2 separate regions of the Macaca mulatta genome follow, and region 1 is linked to region 2. Evidence: chromatin contacts called from public Hi-C data. All regions are on one chromosome and are shown on one strand. Each heading gives the region's core, a stretch centred on a gene start, on an enhancer-like site or on the middle of the called end of the contact. The rest is flanking DNA. Distances are from core to core; before and after follow the strand shown.

The links. A called contact is a pair of places that touch in the nucleus more often than the background predicts.
Region 1: a Hi-C map of blood shows a contact between it and region 2, with 5 times the contacts expected there. The contact joins the promoter of ZFP36L2 here to the enhancer-like site in region 2. A contact is called at or near these places in 7 of 14 Hi-C or Micro-C datasets (CD4 T cells, blood, cortical neurons and 4 more).

Annotation. Positions count from the first base shown.
Region 1 is chr13:81,607,025-81,610,708 of T2T-MMU8v2.0, forward strand. It overlaps ZFP36L2 (ZFP36 ring finger protein like 2), which reads left to right and starts at 1,452. Exons shown (of 2, transcript XM_015112244.3): 1 at 1,452-1,792; 2 at 2,305-3,684. The coding sequence starts at 1,742.
Region 2 is chr13:81,346,409-81,350,141 of T2T-MMU8v2.0, forward strand. It overlaps THADA (THADA armadillo repeat containing), which reads left to right. Exons shown (of 38, transcript XM_077959655.1): 27 at 3,392-3,483. Among named protein-coding and RNA genes, the nearest start is that of THADA, 100 kb to the left of the region's middle. Within about 2 kb of position 2,058, at least 8 of the 40 cell types and tissues checked have an H3K27ac peak or open chromatin away from gene starts, as enhancers often do. A contact at or near this core is called in blood, where this site is marked.

The DNA.
Region 1 (3,684 bases), core at 202-2,701, 260 kb after region 2:
TGTGAGGGGAGTACAGTAGTGGGAAATGCAGGCTACACTCCAGGAACTCGAATCCCTGAGTGGCAGGCCTAGTTCTTTCCCCAGCGGGTCCTGGACCTTCCAGCTTCAGGTCCAAGCTTTTTGGCAACCTGTATGAGCGCGGAGCGAGAAGTGCCCTAGACCAGACTCCAGATCGTTCCTAGTGGGGCTGTCAGCGGCTTTAGCCTCACTGGGCGCTAGGTGGGGGTGTCTGCTCCGTACCCGGACGAAGGCGGGGCGCCCGCTGGCAAAGCGCATTTTCCAGCGCAAGCTGTTGGGGTGTGGGGCTGGCGGGAGAGGGAAAACAGGGGGGGCGCGCCCACCAACAGCGTCTGTGCAGCCCCACCTGGGCCGCGGGTTGGTCTCAGCCGGATCCTGCCGCCCTCATCGAGCTAAGGCTGGGCGCGGCGCCCCTACGGCCGGGGAGAGAAGAGCCGAGAGGACGCAACAGGCCCAGGCTGTGCCGGGCGGGGAGCCTCGGCGGGCAGCTGCGCCCCCAGCCCGAGGGCTGGGGGAGGCCGGGCCGACCAGCAGACGGAAAGGGTGGCGCTAAGTCGCCTTCAAGCCCGCACGGCTCTCCCGGCCTTTCCTCCTGTCCTCAGAGTCAGCTCCCCCGCCCGGGACGTCCCGCGCCACTCCGCGCCTTTGGCCCTGGCTCAAGGTCTTGTGATGTGATTAGCAAAGCCAGCGCCTTGTCCTCAGACACTCAGCCCTGCCCGGCAGGCCCCGGCGCTCAAGCCCTGTTTACTGAGCCTGGGCGGGGAGGGGGCGGAGAAACGAGCCCGGGCTCCACCGGCAAGACTGCCGCGGCGGCCGCCCGCGTGGCCACCACCACCCCCACCCCCACCCCCACCGCGACTCCACGTGCAGTCGGGCTGGAGCTGCCACCGACAGGACGCAGTCCCCGAGCCCCCGCCTCCTGGCCGAAGCACCCTTTGCAAACCCGCCGGGCCGCGCGGATGGTTGCGATATTCTGGCATTTTGCAATTCCCGCGCCCAGCACAAAACCAAAGGTGGGAACTAAAAGCTCCACAGGTCCGCCTCGGCGAACAGGGCAGGGAAAGACACGTCCAGGACTGCAGAATCCCGGCCACGCTAAATGTACCGGGGCTCTCCGACCGCGCAGTGCCAGAAAAGGAAAGCCGTGCCTTCCCGCCGCCACCCGGCGGCACCCACCGGGGCCGAAAGCTACACGCCGCACCGGGCGCCCGGGTCGCTGGCCCCGCCCCGAGGCCTCCCGCCCCCTTCCCCAGAGAAAAAAAATTGGCGGCGGCCAATGGGAGGCCGAGAAGGCGCCTGACGTTCGCGAGCTGGCGGGCGGCGTTGCCTGGAGACTCCGGCGGGGGCCCAGTTCTGTCCCCTCCCCCGGCGCGCCCGCCCCGCCGCAGCCGCACTCCCGGGCTCTATATAGGGCGCGCGCTCGCGGGCTGCAGAGTTCCAGCAGTCCGCGAGCTGCCGTCGGCTCCGCGGGGGGGGCGGGCCGGGCACCCCGGGGCGCGGAGGAGCGCTCCTCGCTTCTCTCCTTCCCCCCTGCCGCACTCCGCCGGACCCTCCCGCCGGCCCGCGCCGCTGCCCTCGCCCTCTCCTCTCGCCCCCCGGCAAACTTTCGGCCCCTCCCCGCCCCTCGCCCGTTATTCGTCGTGGCTCAAGCCCGGCCACGCCACCCCGAGGGCTCCTCCCGACCTCCCGGCCTGTCGCTCCGGCCACTGCGGGATCCAGAAACATGTCGACCACACTTTTGTCCGCGTTCTACGATGTCGACTTCTTGTGCAAGGTACGCCGGGGAGCGGGCCGGGCCGGCAGCAGCCGTTCCAGTTCTTGGACTTTGCCTCTGTCCCCTGGCCCTGGGGGACGCCCCTCCCGCCCTGCCTTTCGGGTCGGGAAAATCCCGGGGTTTGCAAAAGTGTGTGCGAGCGCCCTGGAGGAGGAGGGGGCGGCAGGGAGGGCGCTGGTGTCGCGGTTGAGTTTCTCCGCTGCCGACCGCGGCCACGCTGCCCGGGGCTTCCCGGACGGGATTCGCGCCGCCCACCTCGGCGGCCGGGGCGGAGGATCACGTGTCGAAACCCAGCGCGGCCCGCGGTGGGCGTCCTCCCCTCTCCCGCTCCCTCCAGCAAGATCTTGCTGCTTTTGCGTGTGTATGGGTGGAGGGTGGAGGCCGAGTCGGGATCCGCCAAGAGTGGGGGAAAAAGAGGAAAAGAATCAGGCTGGGAGTTTCTCTGTGGCTCGACCCGAGTCTGCCTTCCCCTTCCGTTTTTCATCCCTTCCACGCTCCCCTTCCTTTGGCAGACGGAGAAATCCCTGGCCAACCTCAACTTGAACAACATGCTGGACAAGAAGGCGGTGGGGACGCCCGTGGCCGCCGCCCCCAGCTCCGGCTTCGCGCCAGGCTTCCTCCGACGGCACTCGGCCAGCAACCTGCACGCACTCGCCCACCCCGCGCCCAGCCCCGGCAGCTGCTCGCCCAAGTTCCCGGGCGCCGCTAACGGCAGCAGCTGTGGCAGCGCGGCGGCCGGCGGCCCGACCTCCTACGGCACCCTTAAGGAGCCGTCGGGGGGCGGCGGCACAGCCCTGCTCAACAAGGAGAACAAATTCCGGGACCGCTCGTTCAGCGAGAACGGCGACCGCAGCCAGCACCTCCTGCACCTGCAGCAGCAGCAGAAGGGGGGCGGCGGCTCACAGATCAACTCCACGCGCTACAAGACCGAGCTGTGCCGGCCCTTCGAGGAGAGCGGCACGTGCAAGTACGGCGAGAAGTGCCAGTTCGCGCATGGCTTCCACGAGCTGCGCAGCCTGACTCGCCACCCGAAGTACAAGACCGAGCTGTGCCGCACCTTCCACACCATCGGCTTCTGTCCCTACGGGCCGCGCTGCCACTTCATCCACAACGCGGACGAGCGGCGGCCCGCGCCGTCGGGGGGCGCCTCCGGGGACCTGCGTGCCTTTGGCACGCGCGACGCGCTGCACCTGGGCTTCCCGCGGGAGCCGCGGCCCAAGCTGCACCACAGCCTCAGCTTCTCGGGCTTCCCGTCGGGCCACCATCAGCCCCCGGGCGGCCTCGAGTCGCCGCTGCTGCTCGACAGCCCCACGTCGCGCACGCCGCCGCCGCCCTCCTGCTCCTCGGCCTCGTCCTGCTCCTCCTCCGCCTCCTCCTGTTCCTCGGCCTCCGCGGCCTCCACGCCCTCGGCCCCGGCATGCTGCGCCTCTGCGGCGGCCGCGGCTGCGGCCGCTCTGCTCTACGGCAGCGGGGGAGCCGAGGACCTGCTGGCACCTGGGGCCCCGTGCGCGGCCTGCTCGTCAGCCTCGTGCGCCAACAACGCTTTCGCCTTCGGCCCGGAGCTCAGCAGCCTCATCACGCCGCTCGCCATCCAGACCCACAACTTTGCCGCCGTGGCCGCCGCCGCCTACTACCGCAGTCAGCAGCAGCAGCAGCAGGGCCTGGCGCCCCCTGCGCAGCCCCCGGCACCGCCCAGCGCACCCCTCCCCGCCGGGGCCGCCGCGCCTCCCTCGCCGCCCTTCAGCTTCCAGCTGCCGCGCCGCCTGTCCGACTCGCCCGTGTTCGACGCGCCCCCCAGCCCCCCGGACTCGCTGTCGGACCGCGACAGTTACCTGAGCGGCTCCTTGAGCTCTGGAAGCCTCAGCGGCTCCGAGTCCCCCAGCCTCGACCCC
Region 2 (3,733 bases), core at 808-3,307:
GAAGGTTAAACATAGAGTTACTATATGACCAATCTATACCACTTCTAGGTATATAGCCATGAGAAATGAAAACATGTTCACACAAAAACTTGTACATGAATATTCTTAGCAAAATTATTCATAATATTCCAAATTGGAAATAGCCCAAATGTCCATCAAATGAAGAACAGATTTTTAAAATATGGTATATGTATACAGCGGGATGTTATTCAGCCGTAAAAAAGGAATAACATACTGATACATGCTACAGCATGGGGGAACCTTGAGAAAATTATGCTAAGTGAAAGAAGCCAAACATAAAAGGCCACATATCATGTGATCCCATGTATATGAAGTATCCAGAAAAGGCAAGTTTATAGAGGCAGAAAGTAGATTGTGCTTTCCTACTGCAGGAGAATAGGGAGTGACGACTTAACGGCTCCCAAGTTTCATTTTGAGGTATTGAAAAATATCGTGGAATTTAGTTGTGATAGCTTCACGTTTTGTGAATATAGTAAAAAACTACTGAATAGCATCCTTTAAAATAGTAAATTTTATGATGCGTGAATTATACCTCAATTTTAAAAAGTAATTTAAAAATGATTTTAAAACAAAATCATTCAGTCACGTTTGGAGGTTGTATGGCATGAACTAATTATTCTTAAAATGGTCAATGTATGGAAATAATTATTTACTAACTGATGAACAGGGTAACCAAATAGCAGATGAGGAAAAGCTTTTAAAAAAAAAAGTTTTTCTGAGGATGTAAATGATTAATGCAGAAGGCCTATCGTGATTTTGCTACACCTAGTGGAAAAGATAATGATCATCACTGATTGCTAATGAGGACACTTTATAAGGGATATCTTAGTCCCTTCGGGCTGTTATAACAAAATACCACAAATTTATGTCTCACAGTTTGGAAGCTGGGAAGTCCAAGATCAGGATGCTGGCAGGTTTGGTGTCTGGTGAAGGCCTACTTTCTGATCATAGATGGCACCTTTTAGCCGTGTCCTCACATGGTGGAAGAAGTGAGGCAGCTCACTGGGGTCTCTTTTATAAGGGCACTAATCCCATTCATGAGAGCTCTACCCCAATGACGTAATTATTTCCCAAAGGCCTCCACCACCTAATGCCTTGGAGGTTAGAATTTCAACATAGGAATTTCGGGGGAACACAAACATTCAGACCATATCAGGATGGGTCAGGCAGATAGGATTGGAACCATCTGGTCCATCTTAATATTACTAAAAAGACATTATGTGTCTCCTGCCATCAGTCTATTGAATCAGAGGAGTTTTGTTTCTGAGGGTGGTGCCCATTCACTTTGTAAAATGGTCCTCTACAGTTTTGTTTAAGGTGTGCATTTCTCAACATCTCCAGGCACTCCTGTTTTAATTTTACTGCATCTGGCGCCTTTGTCAGAAAGTATGGCTTAGGGCAAGATGGAGTGTGTGTTTCTGTTTTCCTTTTCTTTTTGTGTTTTTGTGTGATTTCTAAGAGGAGAGAAGGTCCCAGATGTCTTTACCAAGTCATCTTAGACCTAAAAGTCTTTGGAAACTACCTCACTAGATCAGGTAGAAGATGATCCAGACCTGAACGAGGGCAGAGATTATATTGATAAAGTAACAGCATGGATTGATTTGTTGTTTGGGGATTAAATTAGGCAGGGCACATAGTAGGGCCTCCATGGATGTTTGATGACTCTTGAATGAACATAAGTGGTCTTTTCAGATTTAGGGTTTTATTGAAGCTTTGGTATGAATTGTGCCAGTATATCTGTAAAATTTACTTCTATGGTTACCATGCATGACTTGAGTCAGTTCTGGGCTTCTAGAGGAGAGGTTACAGACTGGTGGCCAGTAGGACAAACTAGCCCACCACTGTTTTATTTGGCTTTCATGGTGAGTTTTGCGGTTTTTTTTTTTCCTTTAATTTCCTGCCAGCATTCAAAATAGATTTCACATAAAAACCAGGGTTTCTGGCTTCTCTTGAAAAAGCAGAAGATCTGGCAAAACTGAACTTATATTTCCTCATGGCAGCAACTCAGCTGACACTGACTGCATTAGACAAAGTACATTGCTGCCTCTGTCGCTCACTGTTCCTGTGGGCGTTTGAGCTTGTGACTCTAAGGGCAGCGCTTTCAGGAAGCTGTTTTCTAAATCTTAACATTGTTACTTTTAGTGATCTTTCTACTTATATTGCTATTTAACACACCATATGGTTGTGTCACTTACTTAGAGTATAAGGTCTGTAATATCAGTAAGTATGTGTTTTCTGTTTCTGGATCTTATCCATGGTGCTGGTATAGGGCCTTACACACTGTAGCAAAGTGAGTACATATACATCTCTACACTGATTTGACAGAGTAATTGAGGAAGCCTGTAGTGCTGCAACAGTCAAGACCCTTTTATGATCTTCCAAAGCATCTTGACACATTGGTTGGGAAAAGATAGGGAAAAGATTATTATCATCTTGGAGAAATAATTTGTGTTTATTCAGGATAATTCCTGCCTCTTATCTTTACTAAGTTATCAGATAATTTCAGTATTGAAATTACTTGATAAGTTACTTGTATTGTGAAGCTGATAAGCAACATTTTGGATGTTAACTATTTTCTTGGCCATATTAATTACCTGGATTCTTTGAAGTTAGGATTTTTGGATTTTGTTTTTGTTTTTTTAAAGACAGGTTCTCACTCTTTTGCCCAGGCTGGAGCACAGTGGCACAGTCATAGCTTTCTGCAGCCTTAAACTCCTAGGCTTAAGCAATCCTCCTGCCTCAGCCTCCTGACTACATGGGACTACAGGCATGTGCCATGGCTCTAAAAAAAAAAAAAAAAAAAAAACTCAAAAAAAAAATATATATATATTTTGAGATGGGGGTCTCACTATATTGCCCAAAGGTCTCAGACTCCTGGCCTCAAGCACTCCTTCCACTTTAGCCTCCCGAGTAGCTGGGATTATAGGTGTAAGTCACTGTGCCTGGTTCTTTGAAGTTAGGTTTTATAAGTATTTTCTCATAGGTAAAAGGATTTCAGAAAATAAGTGGAAAGAGCTGAGATTTTACTGGGATATTCATTGTCAGGAAGAATATGGAAAAATGAATTTTTAAAAAAGAAGTGTTATTTGATGCTCTAAGTGCAGAGATATAATGAAAACTGTTGATGATAATATTAGAAATATGGGGAAAGGCTGTGTTTGTGCATGTGATTGGGTTGTAGAGCTCAATTTAAGTCATTGAATAGATTACATTAAGTTTTTTAAAAATTATTTTATGAACACAGACATATCTTTTTAGCCTCATACTAGCCAGTTAGGTAATGATTTTGAATCATCTAGTTTGAATATTGTAAATGTTGGTTTCATGCCAAGAATGTTTAACCCTTATTGTGTTTTCATTTGTACATTAGGTGCGAAATTCATCCACACTTCTCTTTAGTGCCTTGATCACAAGAATTTTTGGAGTTAAAAGGGCAAAGGATGAACTTTCCAAAACAAATAGGTAAGCTCCATTTAAGGCTGACTTTACTTTTTTAAAAAATACAATATTGTCCTGGCCAAAAACAATTTTTGAAATTGTGCCTACTGTTACAGATTCATCTAGATCATAAGACTATAAAAATACTATAATGAATTAGCCTATGCTGCCAAGTTATAAACCCTTGGGCAAAAATATCAGTAAGTGGACCTTTCAAAGCAACAAAAATTGAGCAGGGTAGCAAGGGGTGACATGTAGAGCCTGTTTCTCTGTG